Regions from separate parts of the Mus musculus genome. Here region 2 is linked to region 1. The links are chromatin contacts, called in public Hi-C maps. All regions are on one chromosome and are shown on one strand. The core of a region is the stretch at or near the end of the contact, and the rest is flanking DNA. Distances in the headings are between cores, read along the strand shown.

Evidence for each region. A called contact is a pair of places that touch in the nucleus more often than the background predicts.
Region 2: a contact with region 1 is called in a Hi-C map of bone marrow-derived macrophages, with 50 read pairs. The contact joins the promoter of C3 here to the enhancer-like site in region 1. A contact is called at or near these places in 9 of 39 promoter capture datasets (the C10 cell line, the HPC-7 cell line, embryonic stem cells and 4 more), 1 of 15 datasets of contacts at CTCF or cohesin (the NIH/3T3 cell line), 35 of 484 Hi-C or Micro-C datasets (the 4T1 cell line, the AtT-20 cell line, ECoMG-derived neutrophils and 24 more), 7 of 115 datasets of contacts at active chromatin or transcription factors (the 230-238 cell line, the HPC-7 cell line, bone marrow-derived macrophages and 4 more) and 4 of 9 other capture datasets (adipose tissue, embryonic stem cells, liver and 1 more).

Annotation. Positions count from the first base shown.
Region 1 is chr17:57,287,495-57,293,681 of GRCm38.p6, reverse strand. The region is part of intron 1 of Vav1 (vav 1 oncogene); the gene reads right to left. Among named protein-coding and RNA genes, the nearest start is that of Vav1, 11 kb to the right of the region's middle. Within about 2 kb of position 3,196, at least 133 of the 459 cell types and tissues checked have an H3K27ac peak or open chromatin away from gene starts, as enhancers often do. A contact at or near this core is called in the 230-238 cell line, ECoMG-derived neutrophils, the HPC-7 cell line and 11 more, where this site is marked.
Region 2 is chr17:57,225,435-57,231,621 of GRCm38.p6, reverse strand. It overlaps C3 (complement component 3), which reads left to right and starts at 3,486. Exons shown (of 41, transcript NM_009778.3): 1 at 3,486-3,666; 2 at 4,740-4,929; 3 at 5,291-5,456; 4 at 5,555-5,625. The coding sequence starts at 3,587.

The DNA of each region.
Region 1 (6,187 bases), core at 1,947-4,446:
AGATATTAAAAATTATCAGAAATCTTGTGTTTGTATGTATGTGCAGGTATGCTGTGTGTGCGAGCTGAGACCAATTTGACATTGAATGTCTTCCCCAATCACTCTCCAGTTTATTTACTGAAGCAGAGTCTCTCAGTGAGCCACAACTCCCTAATTAGCTAGGCTGTCTGGCTAACTCCCCTTCCAGTGCTGGGAATTGCAGGTATATTTCCACCTTTTATGTGGGTGCTGGGGATCCAAACCCAGGTCCTCAGGTCAGCATTTGACCAACTGTGACATCTCTTCTGTCCCGGAGAATTGTCATCATAAATCTACAGCTATTCCAACAGTGCGATAATGGCCGCCAGCCCCTACGCTGGCCATCATGGGGCCCAGCTCCCAGTGTCTGTGAAGAAAATGCAGTAGCCTCTCTTGTAGCCCCTCCCATGCTGAGGCAGCTCGCTGCACATGACTGAGTATTGGTGGAAGTATTGATAACTGGGCGCTGCGGCCTTGCTCGTTCTCTTTGACTTCTCGCATCACTTAACCACAGCCATGTGGTAAGGCTGCCCAATCAGTGCTGTGGAGAAGATCTGAGGTTCTGCATGGCTGAACCACCTTGAGAAGTGGATCTTCAAATGACTTACCCAATGACCATCAAGTGCCTCATCTAACATTTGGCTGTGACCTCAAGGGTGAACTGTCCCGCTAAGCCACTTCAGAATTATTGAGCCAAAGAGCTTTATGAGAATCATACTTACCAAGCTATAGAATTATTTGTTACACACTGATAAGCAGGTAAGCGGAGATAATACAAATACAGGAAGAGCTTGTCTACAGTATCTGGTAATGCAGTGATAGAGCCATTCAAAGAGCTTGACCTGGTGTGAGCCCTCAGTATCTGGAAATTATTGTCATCACAGTCATGATCACCATCATCATCATCATCACCGTCACCACTACCATCACTGTCACCATCAATACCATCATCACCATTATCACCATTATCACCCTCTCCATTCCCATCAATCACACGCATCACCATGATGTGCACAGTTCTCCATCAACCTACATGTTCCAGTGTCTAAGTCTCTACTAATAAATGCATGGTATTGATCATACCATGTCATAACTGTCTGAAGTGACAATGGGACCTCAGTGAATTCACCAGTCACATGAGAGGAGCCTCTAGGGACTCCCCTGTCTCCGAGTCCCATCTCATCACAGGACTGCCTCACTTCCCCTCCTGGCTTTCCACTGGGTTCTAGGAAATGAAGCTCCAGTCTGCACACTAGCCTGCACACTTTCTCCTTCAAACCATCTCTCTACAGTCCTTCTTTCTGTTTGTGAGGCAGATTCTCACACAGCCCAGGATGGCCTCAAGTTCACTGTACAGCCAAGGATAAGGAAGTATTCTTGGTTTGCTGGGCATGACAGGAGTCATTGGATGCTGTGGCTGGTACCCAGGACTCTGTGCACACTGGACACATGTTCTTCCCATTGAGGCACAGCCCCAGATTTAAACTATTTTTTTTCAGCTATCTTGGATTGTCAGCCAAATGGAGCTCTGTCTCCATGTATACAGCCTCAGCACCATCAACTCCCCACAGACAACTGGTCCACTTGTGACAGTCATCAACCCTACATGACACTCCACCATTACCTAAGGCCACAGGTCACTCAAGGGCTCGCTCTTCCATGTGGACAACTATTTAAAGACCTGGGGCTGGGGTGGAGCTCAAGAGAAGTTGTTGTGTTGAAGGAGTGGGGAGTCAAATGAGGACCCACTCCTCCCTGGGGATTTGTAGGCAGCTAACAGCTTCCAGGGAAGGGAGAGGCATTTTCTTCAGTGTTGCAGCCACTGGTACATGACCCCTCACCCTGACTCCTGTCACAAACTCTAATTCAACTCACTGGGTCACACAAAAAAAAAAAAACAACAACAACAACAACACAAAAAAGACAAGGGAGTAGAGCGGCCATGATCAAAATACATATGTACACAGACCAAACTGCCAAAAAAAAAATATGCTCTAATTTCTAAGTTATTGAAGGAGGTCTGAGAGGCAACTCAATTGCTAAAGCAAGGCCCTGGGTTCAATGCTTAAACCCACGAGAATGTTCAGGGGTGCTGGCACTGTCCATCTCACAGAGGAGTCAAGTTTGGTTTCCATCCCATATCACACACACTTGTGAGTCCAACTCAGGAGGATCCAATGCCCTCTTCTGGCCTCCTCAGGCATCTGCACCCATACACACACACACACACACACACACAATATAATAGTAATAATAAACATGCACAAATGCATACAAATACACACACGCACAAGTGAAAGACGAAATGGCTAAACAAAGGACTTCTATCTGACAGGTGGGAAAACTGAGGCTTGTCACAGGGCTGTCACCTGCCAGAGTCACACATGTAAAAGCAGGAGTGTGGAGAAACACACAGAACCCAGCCCCACTCCTGCTCTACCCTAGCTCCTGAACCACATTGAGCCACCACAGCCCCCTCGCCCAGGCCTCACGGGGACATAACAGGGACCAGCATATCACAGAAATTATATACACCATTATATACAGCACTCAGAAGTCCTGTGGGCCATAGACAGGCAGACAGGGCTGGCAGACCAACACCAGAGGTGATGTCTGGCCTTAGGTCTGTGTGGCCTAAGGAAGGAAATCCCCCTCCTAACCTCAGAGAATCAGCTGAGCTTTGAGACTGCCTTCCCTCAAGTCACATGACTCTTCCAAAAGGAGTATGATTCATAACCCCTTCCACCGCTTCAGAGTAGCTAGTTAGAGAGCTGGGCTCCTTCAGAAAGCACGGTGACTGTGGTTAGACCACCAGAAGAACTTCCTGGCACCGTAAGGCATGTGAAAAGATGATGAAGGACAGGAAGCCACTCACTGTAGGAGGCACGTGGAAGGAGAATTCTTCCTTGTTTTATAGGGACAACCCCTCTGCTTCCCTTATCCTCCGGGACGAAAGAAGACCATGGCGCTAGACAAGCAAGAAGGCTTTAGGCAAATCAGGAGCCAGGCACTGTGATCAAGCCGGAAGTTGGCTTTTGGTGCCTCTGCCCAAAATAGAGAGAATTCTGTTCAAGGAAGTAGCAGTAAGGACAGTGGCCTCTCTTGGGGGCTGGGAGAAAGCGGCCCAGACTCAACACAAATTCTGCCTTCTGCGCTTTCCACACCCACAACCCAAACCCAGGAGATGGCCGGAAACAGGAAATGCCTGTTACCAGGCCTGGCTGGGGAAGATAGACAAGGGGTAGAGGCATGGCTCTCTGCCTTCCTTCAGCCCTGTAATCTTTCAGACTCCAGCTAGCTCCCTGAGGCTTCCCAGAGCGGGTGGTCACGCTGCTCATCCTGTCCAGAGCTTTGAATTGAGGAGCTGATGACCCAACTCTTCAGCATGAGTCTAAAGCATTCTGGGAATCAGACTTCCTCTTCTTTCCCTGTCACCTCACACCCCAGTACGCCTTCCACAACTAGGTGTCTGGTGACTCCCAGCTGAAACTGGTAAGCAGGGGGACCTTGGACAGGTCATCCTGCCTTGGGTTCTCCAACCAAAAATCAGAAATGAAATCCCAGTGTGGTGGAATATACCTGTAATCTCCGCGCTCAGGAAGAGGAGGCAGAGCAAAGGATGGCTAAACTCTGAGGTAAGCATGGACTACAGAGTGAGTTCCAGGTTGTCCAGGGAACCACAGTGAGACCCTGTGTCAAAAACAGGGGTGGGAAACAGGGGTGAGGGGAGAAGATAGTGGAAGGGAGAGAAGGCAGAGGGAGGGGGAAAGAGGGTGCTGTGTAGCAATTTCCCTTAAGACGAAACCTTCCACCTTGGAAGGAAGCTCATTAAGACATAGGATGTGCTAAGTGGAGGTGAAGCATTCTAGCCTACAGAAAAGCCCGTGAAGCTCAGGAAACAACAGGAGATATGCAGGAAGTTCCTGAAACAGACCAGATTCTCTAGGCACTGCCCTCCCCAAGCACAAGCTGTAAGGACTACTGGTGACCGCTCTCAAGACAAGCTGAACTGCCCAGAAGAGGTTCAGACAGGACAAGGCACCTAGAAGAGACAACTGTCCACCTTTCAGAGCTGCCTGAAGGCAGCTTTCCTGAGTCGCCCACCATCCATGCCAGGCTTTGGTGATACAGCTGTATTTGAGCCATTTCTGTTCCTGTTAAGTGAGCCCTGACCCACATTCCTATCTGTAACACAGTGACACTCAGTGCTTCATCAAGTTGGACTTTGGCGGGATCCTTGCTTTTCCTGGCTGTTGGCCCTGTCTGAGACGAGTAGACACGTGTTCACATCTCCCCCAGGAGACAAAATGTTATTCATACGATAAAAGATGAGGGAATAGGAAGGGAAGGAGAGGGACAAATGTGGAGGGGTTGGAAGAAGAACAGAGAAAGAGGAGAAAAGGAAAGAAGGAGAGAGGGAGAGAAGGCGAAAGCCAGAAGAACAGAGAGAAGGAGAATCAACCTCTCCACTTTAGAACTGAGCACTAACACAAAGCCTGACCAAAAACCCAGACATTAGTTGACTCCAAAAGCATATATTAAGCATTTACTGTTTACCCAGCCCTGAGACCCAGTAGTGGGTGAGGAAAACATGACCCTGATGCCCCAGTGCTTATAACCTGGAGAGGTGGGGTAGATAAACAGGAGGGGCTTCCAGCACAAAGCAATCTGGGTATCAATTGGTAACAGCAACTGGAGTGTGTGATAGGAAGTACAGACAGCTGAGGTACACAGTAACAAGGACAGACAACTGGACAGCTGTGGGGTAGTGCAGGGGAAAGTGGGGCTCAGCTGGCAGCCACAGCAAGTCAGAGCGGTAATGGACAGTGTATGGGAGAAGGCTGGACGGGGTGACCTTCCAAGGTACAGGTGCTTCCACTTTAAAAAAAAGAGTCTCTAAGCTGGGCGTGATGGCGCACGCCTTTAATCCCAGCACTTGGGAGGCAGAGGCAGGCAGATTTCTGAGTTCAAGGCCAGCCTGGTCTACAGAGTGAGTTCCAGGACAGCCAGGGCTACACAGAGAAACCCTGTCTTGAAAAAACAAAAAACAACCAAGAGTCTCCGAACATCTACAGTGACACACACAAAGCTGTGCAACCTAGACTCCTGACAATCAGCTCCACTCAAAATATAAAAATCTCTAAGGGCTGGGATGTGACTCTGAGTGGAGCCCCTACCCTAGATTCACTAGTGAGGGACTGGGGACGAGGTCAGAGGTGGAGCCCTGCCTAGAATCCACCAGTGAAGGGCTGTGTGTGGATACATGACGGCAGGTACCAGAGGAGGCCAGAGATGTGCACTGGAGCCCCTAAAACTGGTTGTGAGCTGCCTGATGTGAGTGCTGGGAACTGAACCTGGGTCCTCTGCAAGAGCAGCCAGTGCTCTTAACCCCTGAGCCATCTCTTCATCCCCACCTTATTTTCTGGAGACAGAGTCTCTTTCTCAATGTGGAGTTGGCCCATTGGGCTAGGCTGGGTGGTCAGAGATCCCCAGCAATCTTTTATCTCAACATTCCCTATACAAGGACTCCAGACAAACTCCATCATGTCTGATCAACATGGTTGCATGGCAAGTACTTTATCCTGAGCCACCTCCCGGCCCCCACGCCCCTGCTTTTAAAAGAACAGCTACTCCGGATCCTCTGTATCTGCAAGTGGACTGTTTTCAGGACCCTGCCCTCATTCCCAGGTATAAATAAATAAATAAATAAATAAGCAGGTGTCGCCATACCTTCTAGACCCTTCTATGTGGTGGGGCAGTCTGTAACAAAGCTGCATATCCTCCCAGAGACTTGAAGTCACCTGTGGTGACTTATCTCAGCTGACAGAATGAAAGCGCTGCGAAAAGAGCTGAGGGTTGATGGCTGCAAACCACCAGTCTGTAATGACCAACACAGACAGGAGCCCCTCCCCAGGGCAGCCACTCAAGTCTCTGTGCGTGTGGATGGAGTCCAGAGGACAAGCTTGAAGGCTCTTCCTCAGGAGCCATTCACCTTGTGTTCTGAGACGGGGGCGGGGTGGGTGGGTGGGGGGATGCGGGGGGGGGGGGTGCGGGGGTGAGGTCTGTCTCTCTCACTGGCCTGGAGCGCAGGCATTTGCTGAGCTTCGAACTCCAGAATCCCTGTCTCCATCTCCCATGTGCTGTGATGGGTAGACAGCACCACACCTGA
Region 2 (6,187 bases), core at 2,237-4,736, 62 kb after region 1:
GGTCTAGACCCTTGCCACATCCTAAGCCAGCCCAGAAGCAGGAATATATACTAGCCATTATGTTGAGGATTGATCTTTCTTCCTCCTCAGCCACAGGGTTAGCTGTTTTGTAATCAGCCCTGACAGTTACCCACCTCCACCCACTAGGGTAAGCAAGTCCATGGAGGACAAAAAGCAAACCCCTTAAGCAGGAAAGAAGCCAGCTGGTAAATCATGCAATAGTGAACAATGGGGCCAAGAAGAAGGCTCACTTGGAGTGGTAGGGTTGGCTGCCAAGCCTGACAACCTAAATTCCATCACACACAGAGTGGAAGGAAAGAAGGAACACTCATAAGTTGTCCTCTGACCTCCACACATGCATGAGTGTATACAATAATAAATACAAATAAGATGCAATTTTAAAAATGTGTTAAATGCAAATAAATGCAGTTTTAAGATGGGTTTAAGTAGACCAAGAAACTGAGTGTCTGGAGTAGGGCAGAGGGAGAAGCAGAGCTGTCAAAGGGGGGGGGCACTCGGACAACCAGTTTCAAAACTTGGGCCCCAGTTTTGGAGGCAAACTAATGCCTGCACCTCCCTCCTCCCCGCCCCCTCCCTCCTCTCCCCTCCCTTTCTGCCTTCCACAGAAAGGATGTCGCAATCACAGCTAAAAGACAAGCCAGGTTTGTTCTAACTCCCAGCCACCCCGTGCCCCGAGAGGTCAGGAAAAATGAATGTTTTACAGGAAATCAGAGCAAAACTGCCCCCCCTTAACCCCTTCATGGAAGGTTTTGTGAACACCTGTCCTTGGATTGGGCATCACCACATTGGTTCAAAGCGTTTCCCCACATCCATTCCCATCCCAGTCATAGAGGACAGCATGGTGGCAGTAGGCATCAGGGACAGGAGATTCCACTTACTACCCAAGACTCAAAAAGTTCCAAGTCAAGTGGGTGTGGTCACCAGTCAGCTCATCACTCCGGAGCCAGAACAGCACAGGTTGGCAGGTTCCAGACCAGACTGGGCTACAGAAAGCAAACAAAACAACAACAACAAAAAACTACTGGCACTCGGTGGGTATGACAACCCAGCGCTCCGGGGCTGGAGGTGGGTGGAGCACATGGGATACATGAAGTCCTGGGTTACATCCCAAGAAACACACAGATGAGGTGTGAAGGTGACCACCTGCGTCCACCTGCCCATCAACTGTAGCACTCAGGAGGTGAGGAAGGGTGAGTTGGAGTCAAAGGTCATCGTTCTTACATGGGAACTTTGAAGCCAGCCAAGGCTAATGAAGAGTCAGTCTCATACAACAGGAAAGCAGACAAACAAAACAGCTAAGCGTGGTGGCCACCCCTTTAATCCCAGCTAGCACTTTGGAAGCAGAGAGTTCTCTGCCAGCCAGGACTATATAGACCCTCCATCTCCAAAGGTCTAGAACTAAGCTAGCATGGCCCAATAGCCAGGCCAGCAGGAATTTGGCAATTCATTTCTCGGAATTTGCAACCTAGCGGGCAGATGTATAAATCTGTAGAACCTTCAAAGTCAGAGAGCTGGCAAGATCTAGCAAGATCACATCCAGCAACCCCAGGGGACAGCAGCTAACCGTGTTAATACCATGCTTTGCAGGAAGACACTCGGACCCCGGGCTCTCCCATGGCTGCTGAGTGGCAGCTCAGTGAGGAAGTGGGCACTGAGTTGGTTGGTGACCCCGGAAGTCTGTCTGTTGTCAGCATACATTGGTTGCTTTCACATAAAGTACCAGGGCGGGGGGGGGGGCAGTTGGCAGCGAGGAGGAGAAATCTCCCTGAGCATTGATCTGGAACAATAATTGTTGAGGCAAATCTGTCACACACAGAAAGCAAGACAGCCCTCAGACGGCCCTCAGGGGAGCTGGGAGAACAATACAGAGAGGAGGTTAATGGTTACTGTGAAACCTGTGTGTTGGTCATGATGGGCCAGAATTGGCCTTTCTAGAAACAGGGTCTGTGTGGCTGGAGAGATGATTCACTGGTTGCCCATACAGAGGATTTGTGCTTGTTTCCCAACACCCGCATGAGGCGCACAAAAACACCTGCAATTCTAGATCCAGGGATCCAACATTGTCTTCTGGCCTCTGTAGGCATCAGGCATACACATGATGCACATATATACATACATACATACATACATACATACATACATACATACATACATACATATATACATACATACATACATACATACATACATACATACATACATACATACATACATACAGGCAAAACACTCCAACACATACATATAAATATTTTAAAAAGAAAAGAAATGGTGTCATGTAGCCCAAGCTGGCCTCTAACTTGCTACATAGCAAGGTTGACTTTGAACTCCTGATCCTCTTGCCTCCAGCATCTCGTGCTGGGATTACAGATGTATGCCACCAGAATCAATCCTATGCTACTGAGTATGGAAGCACTTTCCCACTGAGCTGTATTCTAAAGCCACTATTTGTACTTTTGTCTTAAAAAACCAAAAACCAACCAACCAAACAAACAAAAAAAACCAACTAAGCATTGTGAATCATTATCTGCCTACAACCACAAAACCAACACAACTGAAAGAGATAATATAGGGGCAGGACAAGTCCTAGAGGCAGAGACAAGAGCAGGCTTTTCCTCCATGACTCTCAAAGCCCACCAGAGTCATTCAGCCACCCTGAGTGACAGGGTAGGTAAGGTCCACCTCATTCTTTTCCCTAGAAAGCAAGCATGCCCCCCGGAGGGCGAACTTCTAGGCAGCCTTCAAAACCAAAGCTTAACTGTCCCACTGCCAAGAAACCGTCCCAGATCCTCAAAAAACCAGAATTCTTTCCCACTTCAGAAAATGCTCCACAGAGCTGGGACTCTGGGCTGGGACATGCCCTCACCCCTTATCCTCCTCATAGGAAAGACTTGGATTATAAATGCATAAGTAGGGCTTGGGTAATGCCCAGCAACTGAGGAGGTAGAGGTAGGAGTTCAGAACTGTTTAGCACAGTGGTCTCCACCTTCCTGAACCTGCCACCCTTCCATGTTGTGCTGACCTCCAATCATAAAATTATTTCATTGCTACTTCACAACTCTAATTTTGCTACTGTTCTGAATTGTAAGGTAAATACTGATACGCAGGATATATAATGCAATGCCAAATGTGTCTCGACCCACTGATTTAGCAAGACCTTGGGGGTAGGGAGAACCAGCCATCCAGAAGTGCTGGGTTACTGGGACCCAGCTAAGTGTGGGAGGAGGTCACTCTAGACTTCAATGGTCTCTGGTGTAACCAAGTACAACAGGGACCAGCCCAGGTTCAGCATCTGGCCTTGACCCCAAGAAAAGCCTGAGCCAAGCAGGTACTTTCAAGCTCCAGGGTAATGGAAATGTGCCTAGGGTTACTCACCCCAAGGCTTGTTGCCCCAGGTTTGTGAAAAAGCTTAGGAAACTATGTTGCGAAATTTTGGGCAGTCCCTGGTGCAGGAACAGGGAGGGACCAGAGAGGAGAGCCATATAAAGAGCCAGCGGCTACAGCCCCAGCTCGCCTCTGCCCACCCCTGCCCCTTACCCCTTCATTCCTTCCACCTTTTTCCTTCACTATGGGACCAGCTTCAGGGTCCCAGCTACTAGTGCTACTGCTGCTGTTGGCCAGCTCCCCATTAGCTCTGGGGATCCCCATGTAAGTAGTTACCTTTTGGGGGTGCAGTTTCTTATACAATTTAGGAGTCACCTAGGTGAGTCACCTAGGAGTCACCCACTTGGGGGGAGACAGGGATGTTAAGAATTTGTGCTGGGGGCTGGAGGATGGCTCAGTGGGTATGAAGTCTTGCTGCATGGACATAAGGACCTTAACTCAAACTCCCAGCACCCACAGAAAAGCCAGGAGTGGCCTCCAGAGCCTGTAACCCCACACTGTGGGGCTGGAGACCAGATACTGGGGCTTGCTGACTGCCAGCCCAGTGCCAGGTTCAGAGAGAGATGTTGACTCAAGGTGTGGGGAGGGAGGGGCATAGAACAGGACACCGGACATCTTCCTGTGACGTGACATACATACATACATACATACATACATACATACATACATACATACATACATACAAACAGAGAGAAAGAGAGAGAATGTGAGTGTTTGGGTTGTCTTATGTTCATAGAACTCAGGTATTGTAGCATTGGTGTGCCTACTTATGAAGAAGAAGGTCTATAGATTTATGGTGTCTGTGATGTCTTGTGGTTTAGGCAATGGTAAGTTTTAAGATGTGAGGACTGGAGGGTTGTTGGGGTCTATAGCCCTTGTGTGGACTGTCAAAAGCCAAGCTCAGCATTGGGCCTGATTACATGGACCTGTCATCCTGTCCACTCTGGAAGCCCAGGCAGGAAGTGTACACATTCCAGCCAAGCCTGGGCTACAGAGTGAGTTCAGGGCTAGCCTGAACAACTTAGTGAGATGCTGTTTCCAAACAGAAAAGTGAGGAGAGGCTGAGGTATAGCTTAGTGGTAGAGAGAGCACTTTCTCAGTACAAGCAAAGTCCTTATGGCTGGTACCCAGTGCTGAAGCCAGGAAAAGACAGCTTCTAGTGGCTAAGGGAAAGTGGGCTGTGGTTTGGTACCTTCTTGTGTGGGGAGGACGTGGATCCAGGCATCTGCTCCAGCACTGAGAACTAGAACACGCTAGAACTAGGGACTGGGCCAGCCAGAGTGAGGGCTGAAGTCTCAGGCCTTGAGGTGACATCTGCTCCCACACCCCACGGTCAGGTATTCCATCATTACTCCCAATGTCCTACGGCTGGAGAGCGAAGAGACCATCGTACTGGAGGCCCACGATGCTCAGGGTGACATCCCAGTCACAGTCACTGTGCAAGACTTCCTAAAGAGGCAAGTGCTGACCAGTGAGAAGACAGTGTTGACAGGAGCCAGTGGACATCTGAGAAGCGTCTCCATCAAGGTGGGCAAGGAACTGGAACTACAGTCAGCCGTAGCCCCTTCCGGTCCGGCCTGGGTCCCTCAGGCTGCCTCCTATAGCCTCCTCGGAGCTCCTCCCTTCTGAGTCCCTCCCCTCTGACGCCCCTGCCGTCTGGGTCCCTCTCGTTTGATCTCCTCCCCTCTGAGTCCCCTACCCTTTGAGACCCTCTGCTCTGAGCCCCTTCCCTCTGAGATTCCTCCTCTCAGTCCCTCTCCTCTTGAGTCTCTTCCTCCTTGAGCCCCTCCTGTCTGAGGGGAGATGACAGAGAGGAGGCCCAGGGGGATCTAGGGGATGCTTTCTGGGCACCACTCCCTGACACAGACTCCTGACATCCCACGCATAGATTCCAGCCAGTAAGGAATTCAACTCAGATAAGGAGGGGCACAAGTACGTGACAGTGGTGGCAAACTTCGGGGAAACGGTGGTGGAGAAAGCAGTGATGGTAAGCTTCCAGAGTGGGTACCTCTTCATCCAGACAGACAAGACCATCTACACCCCTGGCTCCACTGGTAAGTGCTGTGGGAGGCTGCTCCCACTGAGGCTGGAAGGGCCTCCCAGAGCCTAAGGTCTAAGGGGACTCTCTGTGTGTCTCCCTCACATCCTCCAGTCTTATATCGGATCTTCACTGTGGACAACAACCTACTGCCCGTGGGCAAGACAGTCGTCATCCTCATTGAGGTACCAGCTGCTGAGTTTCCCAGAGATGGATACCCTCCTCTCTGAGTCCCCTCCCCTCCAAGTCCCCTCCCCTTTGAGACCCTCTCCTCTGAGACTCAGTCCTCTGAGGTGGTCCATGAGCAAATGGCTATACATAACGATCACTGCAGAGACCTAGGAAGACCCATAGAGTGAGGCATCCAACTCCAGGGAAACCCCCTGAACTTGAGTTGCCCTATCTGAAGTTTGGGAAGAATTACTGGTAACTCAGTCCACTTTGCCCAGTAGAGGGCCCCTGTTAAAACCCTAGTGGAGTTCCCTCCTTTCTCTCCCTACAACCCTCTGTGGCTCCCACTTCTGTAGAGTCAAAGTCTTCCTTGCCAGGCACAAGGTCCTGCTCACCCTGCCTAGTTCCCTCCCAGCCTTCCTCCTCCTTGCACCCTGTGCTCCAAACTCACACACATCATAGCCCTCATCGTTTAAACACCCAGGCTTTTGCTGCATTAATTATGTCCTAAACATAAAAGGAAATGCACAGAGAGGTTGAGCTATTTACCTGAGAACACAGAGCTTCTAAGTGGCA